Linked DNA regions of Mus musculus: region 1 is linked to region 2. A link is a contact called in public Hi-C data. All regions are on one chromosome and are shown on one strand. The core of a region is the stretch at or near the end of the contact, and the rest is flanking DNA. Distances in the headings are between cores, read along the strand shown.

Region 1 (5,911 bases), core at 113-2,612, 50 kb after region 2:
GGAAAAAGTCGACTCTGGAAAAACTGTATTGATTCAATTTAGTTTGTACTCTCCATTCACTGAAGCTCAGCATTTCCTCTTTAAAGTCTTCAACCAACCCATTCATGTCTAGACTTCCCATCACCATTCATCACATTTAGTTTCTGCCAGCAGTATATTTTTTCTTCCCAAGGGTGACAGTTTTCAGATCTTCACCTGGGTCTCCCTGTCCTTCTCAATCTTATCTATCTCCTCACTTTCTCCTGGGTACCACTTTCCACACAGTGATCTCAAGTGAAATCTGCCCAGGAACCTCCCGTTTGAGAAGCAGGTGGTAGAATTCTGCACCTTCCCAGAAGATGCTTCTTGTTTCTTACCCAATGGTGAAGAGCCTCTCACCTGCCAGGCTCCATGGCATCCTGCTCCCTCCATTGACTTCTGTGGCTGCTGTGCCCTCCAAATCTGAATTGTGAGTCTTCCCAGCATCTTAGGTGGCTTTCATGTCTTCTGTCCTAGTACTTCAGCCACTCAGTCTCTGCTCTTCCTTGTCTATGATGTTTGTCTTTGTTTCACTTTAGACTTCCAAATCTGGGTGAATTGTTATCACCAGTCATAGCTCCAAAGCTTCTTGAAAGCCTGAATTAAAATGTTGCCTCTCCTGCTCGGACTCCCCCACTCTTCTCTCTCGTGTCCAATTGTCTGCATCCTTCAATAGTGCACGGACCTTCACTGCCACCACCTTCATTACTGTCTTAGCAGCTTCTCTCTTCTTCTCTTCCTTCTCTCCTGGGTTTAAATGCTAGAACTCAACAAACCATTCTCTTCATTACTTCAAATCAGTTTCCCATCTCCTTCTAATGACTGTAGGGAGATAGCTTTGCCTACACCACATAGGTGGTGCTGGAGAAACGTCTCATCCATACAAAGCATAAGTGTTCCGAGTCATGGCACCCAGCCTCAAGCACCCCCTGAGAGACTCTCCTTAGTCAGCACTAGGATTTGTTCTTTCCCAAAGCTCATTTGCTGAAGCAGCAACCTTGCCCCCACCCACACCACCACCTACGCTCTGCTTCCTTCGTGTAACCCAGAAATCCTGTCGACGCTACCTCATTAACATTTCTCAAAATCCCTCCACATTTGCACAGCTACTGCTTTAGTTGAGTCACATACCTCTTTTCCCTACATCTCTCTTCACAACACACACACCCACACACACACACCACACACACACACACACACACACACACACACATGTCAGGTTGCATCCCTTTGGACCTGTTCATTTCTGCCCAGTATAGCATGGAATCTTAGAAGTGAAAAGCTGTGCACAAGTTAAGATGTTCTTCTTGTACTTCTTAGGGAGAAAAAAAAAAAAAAAGAAAGCCAAACTCTTTTATATAACCCTCTTCTGCCACAGAACATTACCCCAGTTTCTGTCTTTCCTCACTGTGGGCATCTGCACATATTTTCTATATACAGCTTCGGGTTCTCTGCCTTCTACAAACACTATCTCCACCCTATTCTGCCTTTCTTCTGTATAGGTGCTCTCCTGTTCCTCCCAACCAGTCTGGATATGAACAGTCGATTTTGTAATGGTTGAATTGAATGGATTCCCCTGGGAAGCAACTCCTGCCTGACTCCTTCCTAACAAACAGGCAGCAATTAGAAAGTTTCACTGACATTCTTGATTTCATTACCAAAGTTTCTGCATGTTAAACTGTTGCTGGCTTTGTTCCTTGTTTTTTTATACTGTTGCATAAACTGATACAAGACTTGCATTTTCTTAGAGGTAAATAATTTTTACAAAAGGTTGAGAGAAAGTGACTCTACCATATGCATTTAGATTCCTTTAAGTCTCAATGTATTTACTTATTGAATAGGAGTTGTAGGAATATTTTTGGAGCACAGCTGTTATTAGATGAGCTATCATATGCCAACTGTCATCAAACTATCATCCACCTCTTAAAGGAATGTTATTACAATGCAATGTGATGGATCTAGTAGAGCAGAAAGTTCTCAGATCATGATTGCAAATGTGATGGTATCTTTTATGAAATTAACTTTCTTGTAGTGATACTTCCAATGTGGTTGTCAGATATATAGATAAAAGTAGATGTACTATTGCTTCTTATAAGTGCTAAAATCACAGATAGCCAAGGAAATTAGAAATGGTACATAAATAATTATTTCTTACACTGAACACTAAATGTAAAAGCTCTGAGATAGATTTTGAGTTCTTGTGACCAAAAGAACACAGCATGGAACTAACTCTTCCACTCTTCCAGGAATACATCTCCCTTCTTACTCTATATACATTTGTGGGGTGACTCAACTGTGAAACGGTATGTTCAGCAAGCAACTGAGAAATTGCTGAGAACTAAGCAGCTGTTTAGAGACGGTTGAATTCTCAGACAGGGTTATGGGTATGTAGCTAACATAAAAGGACAGGCATTGTGATAGGGAATGTGAAGACACCAAGCAGAATTTGGCACCTGTGTTTCAATTAGCTTTTGCACACATCCTGTATCCCAGCTAAATTCCATCACTGCTTAAATTTACCTTTATATTTTTACCCCCTCCCCAATACACTATTTATTGCAAGAAACTACATTGTTTAATTCTCATCTGAAGATAAGCACATGGTAAGAAACTTCCTATCTGCTCAGCAAAATACAAAGTTCCTAGGGGAAAGATCAGCTTGTGTGTGTGTGTGTGTGTGTGTGTGTGTGTGTGTGTGTGTGTGTGTTGCATATGTTACTTCTAAGATCCTATGAAATCCCATGCCATTGGTAGTTTAGCACGAGGTTTTAGGTTTACAGTTACTTTCATGCTTTAGGGTCAATTATCATAATGTCCTAGATGATTCAGACAGGGAATGACAAATATTTATTTGCTGCCGACTCCCATATAACATGTCAACTGCAGTCTCTTCTTCCAGCTCTGACAAGCAGGCTTTTACCTTGTGCCAAACATATTTCTATATAGCTTCATCACTACCCATACTCTACCCTACACACAACAGAATAACCGTTGTACAATTCTGTTGATGGTGAGATTAAGTTTCATTGTCACAATGTCCATCATTTGGGGCCAGCAAGATGTCTCAGAAGACAAAGGCACCTGCCAAGGCTAATGGCCAGAAATCCATCCTCAAGACCCATAGAGTAAAAGGAAAAAATGAAGTCCCACAGATTGTCCTCTGGCCTCTACAGGCATTCCATGACACACACACACACACACACACACACACACACACACACACACATACACACACACACACACACACTAAACATAACAAAATCATCTGTCAGTTTCTCATGGCTATACTGGAGTAATACAGATGATTTCAGAAAAAAAAAATGTTTCACTTATTATTTTCCAAACCTTTGCTTACTGTTCCATAGTGTTATCATCCCTCTTTCACTGCTTCATTCTGCAAGCTTTTATTATGTGTAGACCATGTGTTTTGTAAGAGATAACAATATGCAAAACAGGATTTCTTCTTTCAAGTACCTAATACAAACCAATTTGTTAATATCCTTTTTCTAAAAGGATATGTTATCAGTTTGAATGACTGTAACACTCAGGATATGATCTACCCATTCGCAACTGTGATAAGAATTCTTATTTGAGCTCATTTCTACTGATGAAGGCTACATCTGTGTTGGTTCTATTGTGTTAGATATCAGGTTGCTGGTCAAATGAACACCCTCAAGCCAGTATATGGCTTTTTCTCTGCCTTTCTCCCTGGTTACCCAGGAGTTATCAACAGCATGCTAACATGGATACAGAAGGCTCAGAACAGTTGTATGCTGGATGCAAGCTCATAGAACAATCAGCTAGTAAATGAAGAGAGGTCTAACATTTTAGCAAGTCTAGCAATTGATGACTCTTATATTTTCTTCAAAATTATGAGAAAATATAAAATAAAAACCACTTCATAGTAGATGGAAAATGAACAATAAAAATGTCAACATATAGGCACTTGTAGTTCTTGGTAACTCCTGAGAATGTCACAGTTCTACTCAGTGTACTAGGTACTGGGGAACTCAATATTGACACCTCTTATATCTGCAAATGTGTGGCTTTTTATTTAGGATGGCTCTAGATTTCCTTTCAATTTCCTTTGTCTCTGGCTCCTTGTACTCCTTTTCATTCTCCATTACTTGCACACTGGACTTGTTTTAACTTGAAACTTCTGGGTATTTGCCATAGAATTTATCTTCTGTTTACCTACTGGAGAGATTGTCTGCTTCAGTCATTCAATTCTAGTTCCTGGCTATGTTCTGATTCCCTTGATCCTAGTTATAATTGAACTCACATAACATTATTTAACTCACGGTTTTGTGTACTTATAATGGGGCTGAAGGATTAGACCACTGCTTTTGAACATAGAAAGTCATTCAGTATATCTATTCCAGTGTGTGGGGTTAAAAAAAAAAAAAAACCAATGCCTGACTCATTTAAAAAACCATGCATCCCACCCCATCACAGAAATCCATTGCTCTAACTTCAGAACTTGCATTTTGCATGTTTGAGTTCTACTATTTAGATATTAAGACAAATGACCAAATAAATTCTTTCATTATTCTATGTCTCATAATGGAGACAGAGGGGTCCAAATTCCTCACAACAGTTACAGCATACAGCATTGTGGAGGATGAGGGTGATAGAAATAAGATATTTGAAAAAAAAATGACACGTTTGTGGAAGAGGCATGAGCACCAGGAGACCGTGGAATCTGCCTGCATTTCTCTGCACACTTTAGTGTGTACCGTGCTGTGAGCATCCAGGAAGAGGACAGTCACTGTGCCTGCAAAGCCTCCTCATGGTGCCTCTGCTGCAGCTGTCAGATGGAGGAGACTTAATTGATGAAATTCTATTTATACCCAAGGATAAACTTAGAAAACCAAGCTACGCTGTCAAATCTCACATATTCAGTGGATCCCCTTCTTCAAGTCTCTAGCCTCTCAGAGACAACATCTACAATTCATAGTTTACTTTTGAAGTAACCAATAAATTGGAATATAGTTAGATATGCCAGATTGGAATGCAGCTTATGATGTCACACAATCTGGGTTCAAACAGTATTCAGAAATTCGATCTTAAGTTTGCCAACAACTTCATCAGTAAAATAAAATCAGTAGTCTCAACCATCCAGTATTTTCATGGAGTCATTAGGTTACACCATATAAAATACTTTATGTGATGTCTACCTGCATGGCTAGCCCTCCATACAAATCATTGGTATTTTTTATTTCATTATTATTAATTGACTTCCAGTTCTGAGGGGAAAAATGGGACCTAGAATAAAACGTTTTCTGAATACCTGGATTATAAGACCAAGCTGCATAAAATGCTGTGGCCACATAATGATGTGGCCATGGATAGAGTGGTGCTTTGCTCGACATCTGTTTGAATGTAAAACATAATGTATGTGTGATTCAATGTTCTGCACTGTCACAGACTTCTGGAAGCACTGGAAGTGGTCTTCACTATGACCAGTTGCTGTGTCCTCACAAAATACACCTACAAAAATACACTCAAAAAATTAAATAATACTAAAGAAATTATATCCTTAATAAGTCCTTAAAGAAGTGCTATTAGAGCACACATATCAAATTTACAAATTTATACATTATCTCAAATGACTTTATAAAGGAAGATCTGTGTGTTGAATTTCCAGAATAATATTGGAGTGAGAATTCTTCAGTTGTGTAAAGAGGGTTTCATCGTGTCAAAATCATGACAGACGCCACATGAGAAGGAGAAATTCCCCATACAGCTGTGACTCAGAGTCGCCACCCCTAGAGTACAGGCTCATGAAATGGGCCCTGCAGTCACAATTACTAAAGTTAAAATGATTCCCTGATATTCAATGGTGCTTATGATTCCTGCAATTCCTGATCTTCTCAAGTGGAAATCTGGGTGT
Region 2 (5,833 bases), core at 666-3,165:
TCATGATAAAAGATAAAGTTGTTCTGGGTAATGACGTAAGAAAGTGGGCACTTTTGAGGCTTGCTTGCTGAGAGTGTCACTTCTGTTTCTAGCTCCTAGGAAAATCCTGATGGTTGTGAGCCTTTGCTGGCTATTTACTTACTTCCCAGTTTAAAATAGGTAGCTCCTTTTAGGAAGAACAGAGTCATAATGGGAAGCAAAAACAGAACCAGAGTCCAGGTTACTAAATGCTTGGGTTTTCTTTGTTGCTTGTCAGGAGCTTCTTCTTCTTTTTGTTGTTGTTCAGTTTCAGTGTGTGTGTGTGTGTGTGTGTGTGTGTGTGTGTGTGTGTGTGTGTGAGTGTGTGTGCACAACCATGCAAGCATGCACAAGTGCATTCACAAAAACCTCAGGCATGTTATGACAATGTGAATTTCTGAAGGCGTCTTAGAGATAGGAGCAGATAGAATGTTTGTGAACTTACGTTCTGTAGTACCCAACAGAGAAGGGGGGAAAATGAAAATAAGAATCAGCTGCTTACTGACTGAAACCTAGTTCTGGGGTAGATTGAGGGCGATAATGTTCAGAACTGCCTTTCTCAAACAAGACTAAAATGCCTGCGTGGGACTCAGAGGGCAACGACATACCCTTACCATCCTTTACACCAGGATGGCTTTTATCCAGCAAAATTGAATCTGTGTCAGTCCTACTTAGGCATAGCTGTAGGATTTTCATTCACCAATGAATTTATATTAGTGTATAATTTATAGTGTTGATGGTCAGCCTCTCTACAAGAGCTTCATGTGGGTATTTATTCTCAAAGATGAGAAACTCAGAAAGAAAAGGAACCGTGGTTTCATTATTCTGTGTGCTCTTTAACACCCAGCCAAGGACAGGGCAACACGAACTGAGCTGAATTCCATTGAGCATAATAAATAGCAATTTCTCTGTCTCTGCGATCAAAAAAGAGATAGGTCCTGTTCTTTGTTACTTAGTTTAAGGTTCCAATGACTCCTTCTTTAATTCTATTTGGCAATGAAAGCCTCATTCGGTAGCACATATTTATGTCATCAGATACAATATACATCATCAAGAGCAATTGTCCTCAACGACACCTTAGAATAATCACATTATGATATTATCAAATAAGTTCCATACTTTCAAACAATGGGTATAAATCTGGGAAAGAATTTCTCATTAAAATAAATGAAGGCAAAAATTAGTCCATGCTCTGAACACAGGAAGTTCACATCTTTTATTTTCCTCGATAGACAGCAAAATCCCACCTCACCAACACCTCACTAGTACACTCTCTTAACTACTACTCCCCATTAACTGATGGAACACACAGGCATCGACCTGTTTGGGAAGAAAGAAAAAAAAACAGCAAAGACAGATAAATATCTGTTTCTTTCTAATACATTAGTTAGCATCAAAGAAAGAAATAAACAATCTGAACAATTCTCCATGACTATATATTTAGTACAAAGTACATTTATTCTAACATTTCCCCACCTGGAAACACGGGGCATAAGTATCTTCTGCAATCAACAAGCCTTCTTCCCAATGTGCCCTGTCACCTTTGTAGCAACCTGGCACCTGCTGACATGGGACCTAGGGGTGGTGGTGGTGGTGATTGCAAAGGTTGTGGTGTAGAAATTGCAGACCGAGAACTGGGCTCCGGGGTCGGACATGGAGAGATGCAGAAAAGAGCTGAGAGAGAAAGCTGTCATATTTGCACCGAAGAACCGCCAAATCAGAGCGCAGAGAAGATTTCATTGGCGGAGCCCCCTTCAACGGCAACTAATCCTGTCAGAACGAAAGAAAATTGTAAATGCTCTCTCCAGAAACTGTCCGCCCATTGCAGCTAATCGAACACAAACGCACAAATAGAGGCACCACTCTCGCTCTGCTGCTACACACAGCGGGTGAGGGCGAGGAGACCAGTTCCCGGGAGCAGGCACGCGGGGGCACAGACACACTCATTCGCACACACGCACACACGCACACGCCAGCCTGCGGGCTTGGCCAGAGCCCTGAAGTCGCAGATCCCACTTGGAAATCGCCAGAGGCACTGGGAGAAGTGGAGGAGCGCAGCTCCCAGACACTAATTACTACTTCCCCGGCACTAGGGTGAAGAAATGAAGCCCGCCCAGCTCTTCTCCACACCCAGGTCTCCTTTCTGTTTCGGTGTTAACTGTCATCTTCCTGAAAGCCAGGTTTGAAAGTCTTATTTGCCTGTGTTTTGGGGGTGTGATGCTCAAGGCGGCAGACAGATGTAATTTAACTCCAGTCCGAATTGTCTAATTGGGGTCCCAGATTAGCCGAGTGATACGACCCATGTGAAATGCCCCGCAGCCTTCTCTGAGCCTTGGGGTCCGCAGTCTCCCCGCCTCCCTTGCCCCACCCGTCTAAGTGCGGTGGCGACAACTAATCTTTCGCTTTTCTCTCGCAAGATCCAGGGAGAAGGCAAGCGGGCAACCAGCTGAGGACTCCGAGCTGTGCCGCTCGCTCCCAAACCGGTCCAACCTGAGCCCGCCAAAGGCTCCTCGCTCCAGCCAGACTCCACCAGATCGCAGCCCCGGGCGACTAAGTCAGTGACAGGTAAAGACTCTGCTATACCATGGTTCTCTAATTGTCCATATCAAGGGCCCTGGTACCTCGCAGCTCCTCCCCATCACCCGACCCTGGCCGCAGAGGGTCTGGGTTTGCAAGAATTGTTTGGTGGTCCCTGACACGTGCAGGTTTTCCAATGGAAACTTTGGCATCTGGGGCTTGCTGGAGAGGACACGTACCTTGGCGGGTCTGAAAGAAGGAGGGGTTTCAAAGCTGGGGCGGGGGAAACCATTGGGATAGCTAAGTCCAGTGGAATGTGGCAAAAAGCAGCCTGTGAGCGCCGATACTCCAGTATGGCTGTCTTTGAGCTTGGCACCCCCTCACCCTCGCTACCACACTCTGGTCCTCTTCATCCCCCCGCCCCCCAACTCCAGATGCTGCCGTGGGAAAGGCAAGTAGAGCTCAGTCTCTCCTGCCGCTCACCCATCCCCCTTAAGCTCCCCTTATACCCTAGGGTCTGGGCACATTGCATTTAGGGTGGAGGCCCCTCTCGCCACCACTCCACGCTGTCCCCTGACTCCGCCTTGGGAGAGAGCCTTCTGGTGAGGACGACAGGTTTAGTGCTGTTGTTCCCGGACCTTGGCAGGGGAACAAGGTTGGGGAAGGTTTCCAGGAGGAGAGAGAAGGGAGTCCTCTGCAAGCCTATTTTCCTCCGCTGGCGCGCGCAAGGTTGATTGTCCACTGTGGCTGAGGAAAGGGACCCCAGTCCAGAGCTGATGAAGTCTCAGACGCTGCAGGAGCTTGGTCTCCCAACTCATGGTGGGTACTGGACCACTCTGCGGGTCTTAGATAGAGAATAGCGCAAATGACCTTTACTGTTGGCACCTGAGGAGCTAGGCTATCATCTCTAACTTGTGGCTCTGGGAGCGAGTGAGGTGCGGTCCAAACCTGGTTGCAGATAGAAAATACAGAAATTCCACCTGTGCGCTCCACCCTTCCATGTCCCTGGAGTGTCAGAAGCCTAGCAAGCAGGGAGACTTGCTTTGCAGAGCGCTCCAGGGTAAGAATTCACCCAAATTGACATCTGTGGGGGCAGGGGGGTACTCTGCCTCTGTTCTTCTACAATATATACATCCTCGTTTCTATCTCTGGTCCTTCTGTGCCCTTACGGCTCTCCTGGGCCTCCAAATAGTGCAAGGGAGGGTCGACCGGTCTTTCAGTCCCTTTATGTGATGCAGACTCGGGAGCTTGTGTGCAAATGTCCATGGAGAGAAGTACTCGCTGCCAAGAGCTGGGAGGAGGGCAGAGAAATGGAAGTAAACACGGAAGGCAAGTAAAATTGCTTGCTGACACATCACCCAAGCTGCCCTTTCATATTCTTGTGTCACTTCGGGGTCCCTATGAGCCTGTTCCTGCAACCCCACGCTCCAAAGCTTCCCACCACAGGAAGACCCTTGCCCCTTGCTCCAGGTCCAGAATCTCCCACTCTGACCTTATATTCATCTCTACCCTTTCCTTTCTTTCTTTCTTTCTTTCTTTCTTTCTTTCTTTCTTTCTTTCTTTCTTTCTTTCTTCTTTCTTTCTTTCTTTCTTTCTTTCTTTCTTTCTTTCTTTCTTTCTTTCTTTCTTGGTCTGGTTTTGCTTCTCTCGTTCTTTCCTTTACACTGGGTGGCAGTTGTTATATGGAAATCTTAGGATGTTCAGTCCCTCCAGCATAAGCAGCCAGCAGCACAAACACACATCTCAAAGCTCTTCCATACAAGCACTAGCGCTCCAGTGCTTGGCCACCTTTGGGCATTCCCCAAGCATCTGCAGCCTTGGTCATCTTGGCTAAGGCTTCTGCCTCAACCCGGTTGAATGGAGAGGGGAGCTGCTCGTACTCCCTGGAGAAACCTCAGGACAATCTGGCAGAATTGGAAATTTGAAGTAGAAGTGAGGTGGAGAGATTGTGCTGGGGCAGTTCAAAGGGGTGAGCATTCCTGAGGCGCTGTGTGACGCGATTTTCCCATCCCAACACTGGGTATCTTGCCCCCAGTCCAACTAGCTGCATCTTTTTTTCCAAGCTGTGCAGGGTAGTCTGATGGCTGAGGACCGGAGTGGGCCTTCACTTTCTTTCTATTTCTTGTAATTGGCATATTCCTGGATTCAAAGTTCTTTGCGCAAAGAATCAGCTGAGCTCATAAACTCCATGTTAACTAACTCTGGCTTGTGGGGAAAAGGATTTCACGATGTTTTCTGCAGACAATTAAGTGCATAAGCATAAACTGTCTTGATAAGCATGGGGTGGATATATTCTTTTCACTGCTCACAATAACAGGGATCTGGATATACGTACATAGAAACCTCTCATAATCAGGCATCCCTGGGTCATCTTGAAGAATTTCACAAAGACACCAGTAATTGTAGAGATAAAACCAGTCCATTTAACCAAGACACGGTTTCATGCTGAGAATTATATTGGGCTACAATTGAGAAAGGGCACTCTTGAGATCGTTGTCAATGATGGAAGAACTTTGTGCCAACACTGTTAGAGCTTTCCCTTAGGAAAGGGACTAAAAAGAGTTATGTTAACGCCAGATTGTCATCCTGTTACAAAAAAAAATGTGTTGAAGGTTTGGCAATATAATGATAAAGAACTTTTCATCAACTCTATGGACTTTCTGAGATGAAATAATATCAGCAAATGAGTTTTAAAATCCAAAAAAGACCTCCTAAAGGCCAGGAACACCTCCTCAGGTTTGTCTATGGCCTGAAAGTTCTGTGTATATAATGGAGTGGACATAGGGAAAGTTGAGTTGTAGGACCCAAAAGTAAGAGTAGGCTACTTGACAGATGTTTCGTCAGCCTGTAAAGGGAGAAATGATGTGTGCTTATGTAAGTGTGCCTGAGGGTGCCTGGAGGGGAACTGGAGAAAGAAACTAGGTGGATTGCAATATCCCTATCATAGTTCAAGTGCATGAGAACCCAGAAAACGTGTTTGAAGCTCTTAAGTGACTTCAGAGACAGCTGTGGGAGAGATTAACAGTTAAAATATAGAAACTCTTTCTCCGGTGAGCTCCCATAGGCAACCATTTGGGGCAGGGGGACGATAAACTGCTGTCTTTAAAAATAAAACTAACAAATTACTCTAAAAGTGAATTTGTCTCTTTGTCCAGACAGGAAATTGGACACAAACTTAGAGAACATTTGCCAAATTCCAATCCAGAATAGCCCACTGCTAGGGCCAAGGGTAGCAGAGCGTCAGGGCATCTTCAGGGGTGCTAGCCTGCTGGCTGACAAGTAGGGGAACTGAAGGTGT

Evidence for each region. Hi-C and Micro-C count contacts between places; a contact is called where the count stands out from the background.
Region 1: a contact with region 2 is called in a Hi-C map of cerebral cortex, with 2.0 times the contacts expected there. The contact joins the enhancer-like site here to the promoter of Chrm2 in region 2. A contact is called at or near these places in 2 of 484 Hi-C or Micro-C datasets (cerebral cortex and nephron progenitors) and 3 of 9 other capture datasets (adipose tissue, embryonic stem cells and liver).

Annotation. Positions count from the first base shown.
Region 1 is chr6:36,437,104-36,443,014 of GRCm38.p6, forward strand. All of the region lies in intron 2 of Chrm2 (cholinergic receptor, muscarinic 2, cardiac), which reads left to right. Among named protein-coding and RNA genes, the nearest start is that of Mir490, 18 kb to the left of the region's middle. Within about 2 kb of position 1,363, at least 8 of the 459 cell types and tissues checked have an H3K27ac peak or open chromatin away from gene starts, as enhancers often do. A contact at or near this core is called in cerebral cortex, where this site is marked.
Region 2 is chr6:36,386,169-36,392,001 of GRCm38.p6, forward strand. It overlaps Chrm2 (cholinergic receptor, muscarinic 2, cardiac), which reads left to right and starts at 1,916. Exons shown (of 3, transcript NM_203491.3): 1 at 1,916-2,198; 2 at 2,436-2,583. 9330158H04Rik (RIKEN cDNA 9330158H04 gene) reads right to left here and starts at 2,066. Exons shown (of 6, transcript NR_015589.1): 1 at 1,988-2,066; 2 at 1,495-1,788.